Linked DNA regions of Oryctolagus cuniculus: region 2 is linked to region 1. A link is a contact called in public Micro-C data. All regions are on one chromosome and are shown on one strand. The core of a region is the stretch at or near the end of the contact, and the rest is flanking DNA. Distances in the headings are between cores, read along the strand shown.

What was found. A called contact is a pair of places that touch in the nucleus more often than the background predicts.
Region 2: a contact with region 1 is called in a Micro-C map of ear pinna, with 4 times the contacts expected there. The contact joins the promoter of PSMD2 here to the promoter of EIF2B5 in region 1. A contact is called at or near these places in 2 of 6 Hi-C or Micro-C datasets (ear pinna and an unstated tissue).

Annotation. Positions count from the first base shown.
Region 1 is chr4:93,713,686-93,717,055 of mOryCun1.1, reverse strand. EIF2B5 (eukaryotic translation initiation factor 2B subunit epsilon) reads right to left here and starts at 2,072. Exons shown (of 16, transcript NM_001082674.1): 1 at 1,806-2,072; 2 at 759-883. The coding sequence starts at 2,000.
Region 2 is chr4:93,872,627-93,876,122 of mOryCun1.1, reverse strand. PSMD2 (proteasome 26S subunit ubiquitin receptor, non-ATPase 2) reads right to left here and starts at 1,362. Exons shown (of 21, transcript XM_002716475.5): 1 at 1,143-1,362; 2 at 746-802; 3 at 254-418. The coding sequence starts at 1,277. It overlaps LOC127482908 (a long non-coding RNA gene), which reads left to right and starts at 1,324. Exons shown (of 2, transcript XR_007908823.2): 1 at 1,324-1,580.

The DNA of each region.
Region 1 (3,370 bases), core at 823-3,322:
CTGAGACTCACTCTTTTCATTAAGATCTTAACAAATATTTATTAAATGCTCACTTTGTGCTTGGCACTAAGCTAGGTAGAGGGAATAAAAAGATGAAACAGAGTCCATTCTTGCCCTTGAGGGTCAGAACACAGAATATTCAGAAATGCAGTGGAAAAACAAAGACGCTATTCTTGTAACTTCCACATTGGAATCATTAAATAAAAAATAAAATCCACCGGGACCACACTATGTAAAAAGGATTTAAGGAAAAAAATACTTTGTTTGAAAGGCAGAGGGACACAGAGAGAGAGAAAAAGAGAGATCGACTGATCTTCCATCTGCTGGTTCATTTCCCAACTGTCTGCAACAGCACAGCTGGGCCAGGACAAAGCCAGGAGCCAGAACTTCAACCTGGTCTCCTACTTGGGTGGCAGAGACACAAGTACTTTTGAGCCATCATCTACTGCCTCCAAGGTGCATTAGCAAGAGGTAGCACTGGAAGTCAAGTAACTGGGACTTGGGATCCCAATATAGGATGCCGGTCTCCCAAGTAGCAGCTTAACACACTGTGCCACAACATAAATCTTTGTTGTAGGAGCCTTAAGAGAGATACAAGGCTTCAGCTGTTCACCTGATAAGTGAGGAAAACACCCCAAGACCTTACAATAGGCTCTAACTAGACACATTCCCCCTTCCCCCGACATTTCCCTTTTCCATTCTGAAAATGCTGGAAAAAAAAAACAGTGAAAACAGAAAGGGGTGTTGAAGGGTCTTACTGCAAATGTTCTTTGATCTGAGCAGCCTTCCAGCAACAAAACACAAAGGTCTCCTGTACACCTGTGGCAGTCAGGAATTCCAGAGTGTAGTCAATTAGCGCCACATTGGCCAGAGGCAGGAGGACCTAGGGGGTGGGATATGATGAAAGATGGAGGTCTTGAATCCAGGACAGCCTCTGGGTTCCCCACTGCAACAATTTTCATGCCTCTACCAGTGTTTCCGGGCACTACGGTTTGCTTTATCTTTCCAATTCAAAGATAAAACAAGGTTCTGTCTGTGAGAATCATGGCTTGCAAGGAATCTAGCTGCCTAGCGTGAGACCCAGTAGACCACTGCTAGCAACGCATAGTAATGGAAATCGGTCACATCTCTCAAAACATTTCCTTCCTTGATATCTTTGTAGGAATCAGGGACTAGTGTTCAAAATGAACAGCCAGCAGGCCTTTGGGGTATCGGGGGAGCTAGGGAGAATTTCCCCTAAACTCAATGGAGTTCTCTCTCTGAACTGGGCTAGCAACACCCAGGACTAGCTCAGCCCAATTCCCCACTGTCTAGACAATTAAGGGGATGATGGCAACCGGCCACTAAAGCTGGTCTATACGCCTCTGACAGATGGCACTGGCTGTCATTAGCACCTGGAGGGAAAAAAAACAGCACACGGCCCAAGACCTAGGCCGATTTTTGTAGGCAGATTGCTGCCCTTTCAGAGGCAGACGGGTCCCTTCCACTTAAGCATCCCTCCTCTGCAAGGTTAAAGGGCAGTGCGGTCTCCGCCTTGTCGGGGCAAGGTCTCCTCACGCGTCCTCCGCCTCGGTGGACAGCACTCTGAGCGCCCAAGTCTGCCAGCCGCTCGCTGACTCAGGCAGTCATCAGGGCTGTAGGCAACGCCTCCGTCTTTCTCCGAGGCAGGTAACCCCCGATTTTAGGAAAACAGAGGGGGACACAAGTCCTTCCAGGGCATGCTTCACCAGGCAGCCCAAAGGAGCTGGCATTCCACCTGCTCCAGCCCCGCCACCCTCCCCGTTGCTCGCGTGCGCGACGCTCACCCGAGGCTGGTCCTTGGAGATGGGGAAGAAACGGCGGTTGAAGCTATCGGCCACCAGGACCGCCTGGAGGGGCGGCGGAGGCTCCTCCTCCGCACCTCGGGCTCCCCCGCCGCCGCCACCGCCTCCTGGCCCCCCGCCGCGCTTGTTGGCCCGATCAGACACTGCACCAGGCGGCGCCACCACAGTCGTCGCCATCTTTGTGTCTCGCCGTCACCACTTCCGCGAGGAAACAGACACCGCAAGCAGTAGGGGACAAAAAGGACCTCACACTTGAAACGCGCAGGAATGACGGGAGGGAGGCGGCGAGGGAGGAGGAGTGCGCATGCGTCCTGCCCGAGCGCTTACCCGTCCCGCTGCTGGTCCCAGGCGGGAGGGCGCGAGGCGTGGCGCAGCCAGCGGAGGCGCAGGTGGGGTTGCAGCTGGCTCAGGCCCCGGTTTGGCCGTGGAGAAGCCGAGATGCTTGCGGCATGATGGGACTTGTGGGTGCCACGAAGGGGCTGGGGCTGTTCGGGATCCGTAGTCGCCCACTGGTTTCTCCGCCCATGTTAACAATTGTAGGCTTCCCTAGTCAGTCTGGTCACCTAATGGAACCCGGCGCCTTGGGACGCCGGGACCGAGTCAGACAGACAGCGCCTCCCTACGGGGGCTCACAGTTGGGAGAGTGGGAATCCTGAGCGCTGTTTGTGGGTCAGGCACGGAGCAAGCCTGAACTCGGTTGACCGTCACCTATCTGCAAGACTTCTCACTCATTCGTTCCACAAACACCTCGAAGGAAGTCCACCCAGCTAGCAAGTGCAACCCGCTCTGTCTTCACGGCTCCGTACGCCTGCTGCAGGCTCATGTGGGGACAACAATGACTAGGATGTATTCGTGGATTCATTCTCAACCTATCAGCCTATGCAGCATCTTAGGCGGAGAGGAGATGGTGGGAGGATCCCAGAGCAGCGGGAAATTGAGCAGGGCTGTCTTGGAAAAGGCCCGAGGCTGAAGGGGCGCAGCACGTTTCGGGGCAAGGCGCCACGGCTGAGAGGCGGACCGAGCCCGCGAAGGGCGGCACCCGTGGGGGCGAGGCCAGGCGCCGCCCGCGTTGCACGTCGGGAGTTGGAGTTTGCGGGGCCGGGTTTCCACGTGGCGGGTCCCATGCTCCCGGCTGGGCTCCCGCGGCTCTCTCTGTCATTCCTTCCTTCTCCCAGGCAAAGCAGGTGCTCGGCGGATACCCTTTGCTTTAGGAAAGCTTAAGCTGGAGAAGCGAAAGGCAGCTCAGTGAGCGTTTTATTAATGGGTGGACGCGGTAAAGGAAGATATTTAACTGCCCTGTGAATGAATAGACCGAAAAAGGGGAAAAAAAGCTGTGGGGGCTTAGCCAGAACTACTGAGTTGTGCAGACACACAGAAGGGGGGAATTTGAGGGAAGGGAAAGTAAACCCGATTGTAGGAAACATTTAATGTTGGTTTATTTTCATTTGCTTGAATCGCAGAGTGACAGAGACAGAGTGAGAGAGAGATTCAATCCGCTGGTTCACTCCCCCAAATGCCAGCAACAGCTAGGGCTGGGCCAGGCTGAA
Region 2 (3,496 bases), core at 113-2,612, 160 kb before region 1:
AATACAGGGTTAAATTCAAGTTAAGGCAGATCACAATAATGAAATCCCAAGGTCCAACAGGCATGACAGAAACCGTCTTCCGAGAAGCAAATCCTCCTTCCAGCTCTTTCGTGGGTACTGTGACTATGATGAACTCTGCTCAATGAGATCAGGTCTTGGGTCTGTCAGACCCTGTGTGACTCGCCATGATCCCTGTGGTCTAGATGAGAGGACCCCTAAACTAGACTTCCACCAGTTTCTGAACTAGTTTTACCTTATTCTCCCCAGGGGCCATGTTCTCGTAGATTTCCTTCAGCTTGCCATAGTGTGGCCGCAGGAATTTGAGAGGTTTGGGCACCGAGGTCATGGACGTTGTAGAAGACCGAATCTGCCTCCGCAACTCCTCCAGGGCTGGTCGGTACAGGGATGTGTCTTTCTCCTGATTAGGAGACGTAAGCGCTCAGACAGAAGGGAAGCAGACACCCCTCCAAATGACGAGGCAGAGACCTTTCTCTAACAACTCCCTCATGGACAGAACCGTTTGCTATGCACCTGTGACGCCCCAACTCTCCGCACACTGCCCGGCACCAAAGCCAATAGCCTCCCAATGTTCCTCGTCATTGTCCTCACTCACAACACGGCCCTAACGCTGACCCTAAAATGCAGCCCACTTCACACAGGAGCCGCTGCCTAAAAACGGAATAAAGCAAACAAGTGGAAAAGATCCAGAGAGCCCACCGCCCCCCACGTTCCCGTCATGACTCACCCCCAGGCGTTCCACGAGCATCTCCAGTTCATCCTGGAGCTGCTTGTCCTCCTCAGACTGCGGGGTCAGGGGGGGAAGCTCATCAAAGGAGGAACCCCAACCACATGCTCCTCCCACTCACCCCGGAGCAGGTGAGTGCGAGCCCACCTCCTCGGGAGGGGCCAGGCAAGGGGAGTGACAATGACCCACCACGAGGCGGTGGTGAGGCTTGGTGGAGGTGACAGCGGGAGAATGAAGAACGAGGGCACAGAGGCGGGGGTGCCAGAAGCCCCGACCGTAGCCCCAACTACCCTCTCCCGGGCGCGGTGGGGCCGTTGGGGGCCAGGCCCGAGGCCTGCGGAGCCGCCGTGACTCAGCCCCGCGGCCTCCTCCGCCAGCTCTCGGGGCCACGCCTCACCAGCTCCTGCTCTTTGTCCTTGTCCCCGGCATCCCGTCGCTCCTTGCCGCTCGACTTCTCATCCGCGCCACCGGGGGCCGTCGCTGGGGGCTGCTGGGGCTGCACCGGAGCCTTGTCCCGGCCACTCTCCTCCATCTCCGCCGCCGCTGCCGGCCCGCTGCGCGCGCACCCTCGCGCACCGCCCCCTTTCCCAGACGGCCTCGCGCGCGGCGTGCGCGGTGCCCCGCCTCCTCCGGGCCCCGGCGCTCCCGGAAACGTCGGGTGGACCCACACCGCTCGGCGGCCTCGTAGGCGGTCGGGAGTGGGAGCGGGAGGTTCCCAGCCCTCGGCTCGGCTCGCAATGGCGACGGCGGGGCTCTGGCCTGCTTCGAGTTTCTCGAACGCCACAGGCACTCGCTGGTGTAGGAGATGACTAGGCTGCGAGCCGAGATCCCATGGGTAAGGATTTTCCTCACCCGTGTTACGGGATTTTCTCATAACAGTGTGAATAAAACCCCCAGTGGTGTTCCAGTTGGCTGCTTGGTGCAACAAACAGAAGGGGTTCTTGAGACACTTGGCTGCCATCTGAGTGACCTATGTCTAGCCCCATACCACTGTGAAATAGTAACCCATAACGCTTCCCCCGCATTGGGGATGTTCTGGGTCCTTTTGGGAGCAAGGTGGCCAGGCGGGACCAAAGTTGGAAGCCTGGAATTCAATCCAAATCTCCCAGGTGTGTGGTAACGACTCAACCACTTGAGTCATCCCTGCTGCCTCCCAGAGTCTGCATTTAGCAAGAACCTGGAGTCAGGAGCGAGAGCCAGGAGCCTAACCCAGGTGTTCTGATATGAGATGCTGCTGTCCTAACTGGCATCTTAAGTACTAGGCCAAACACCTGCTCCAGAATTGCTTTTTGAGTGATCATATGGAGTTCCCATAAGCCCTTGAGATTGGTAGGATTGTGTCCATTTTACAGGGGAAATCACATACAGCATGATTTGACATCAATAGTTGAGTGTCAGCCTTCCAGATCTCGACTGTGTCAGGCAAACCCTGAAGTTTCTTCCTCAGCTCAGGTTATGCAGTGTGTGTGCCGTGTCCCAAGGGTGAGATATGAGGAAGTGACTCCTCCCCTTTGCCTGGTGAGAACACTAACCATCTGGCCTGGAGTCTTCTTTTATGGATTCTGCTGCATTTAAGAATGTAGAAAGTGTTTTTATTTATTTATTTATTTATTTTTTATTTTTGACAGGCAGAGTGGACAGTGAGAGAGAGAGAGACAGGTCTTCCTTTGCCGTTGGTTCACCCTCCAATGGCCGCCACGGCTAGCACGCTGTGGTTGGGCACCGCGCTGATCCGAAGGCAAGAGCCAGATGGTTCTCCTGGTCTCCCATGGGGTGCAGGGCCCAAGCACTTGGGCCATCCTCCACTGCACTCCCTGGCCACAGCAGAGAGCTGGCCTGGAAGAGGGGCAACCGAGACAGAATCTGGCACCCCAACCGGGACTAGAACCTGGTGTGCCGATGCCGCAAGGTGGAGGATTAGCCTAGTGAGCCACGGTGCCGGCCCAATATTCTTTTTTTTTTTAAAGATTTATTTATTTATTTATTGACAGTCAGGGTGGACAGTGAGAGAGGTAGAGACAGAGAGAAAGGTCTTCCTTTACCATTGGTTCAACCTCCAATGGCTGCCGCGGCCGGCGCACCGCGCTGATGCAAAGCCAGGAGCTAGGTGCTTCTCCTGGTCTCCCATGTGGGTGCAGGGCCCAAGAACTTGGGCCATCCTCCACTGCCTTTCAGGGCCACAGCAGAGAGCTGGACTGGAAGAAGGGCAACCAGGACAGAATCCGGCACCCCGACTGGGGCTAGAACCTGGTGTGCCGGCGCCGCAGGCGGAGGATTAGCCTAGTGAGCTGCAGCGCCGGCCTAGAAAGTGTTTACAAACATATAACACAGGAGCCAGCATTGTGGTGGAGCAGGTTAAACTGCTGCTTGGGACAGGGACATCTCTTAGCACAGTGTTGGCTTGAGTCCCAGCTACTCAGCTTCCTGCTACTGTGCTTGTGAAGGGAGCACATGATGACCCAAGTACTTGACACCCACCACCCCTATGGGAGACCAGGATGGAGTTCTCCTGGCCCCGACCTGGCTGTTGGCAGGCATCCAGGGTCTAAACCTTATCTCTGTGTCACTCTGCCTTTCAAATAAATATTTTTTTAATCTACACAACATAGCTAGCACTGAATTAATTTGGCCAAATGTTTGTATAGCTACAGATCTAAAACTCTTAAAGCCCAATTTAAAAACCTGTTGCTGGGGCTGGCACTGTATCATATGGGTAAAGCCACCACCTGCAGTGCTGGCATCCCATATGGG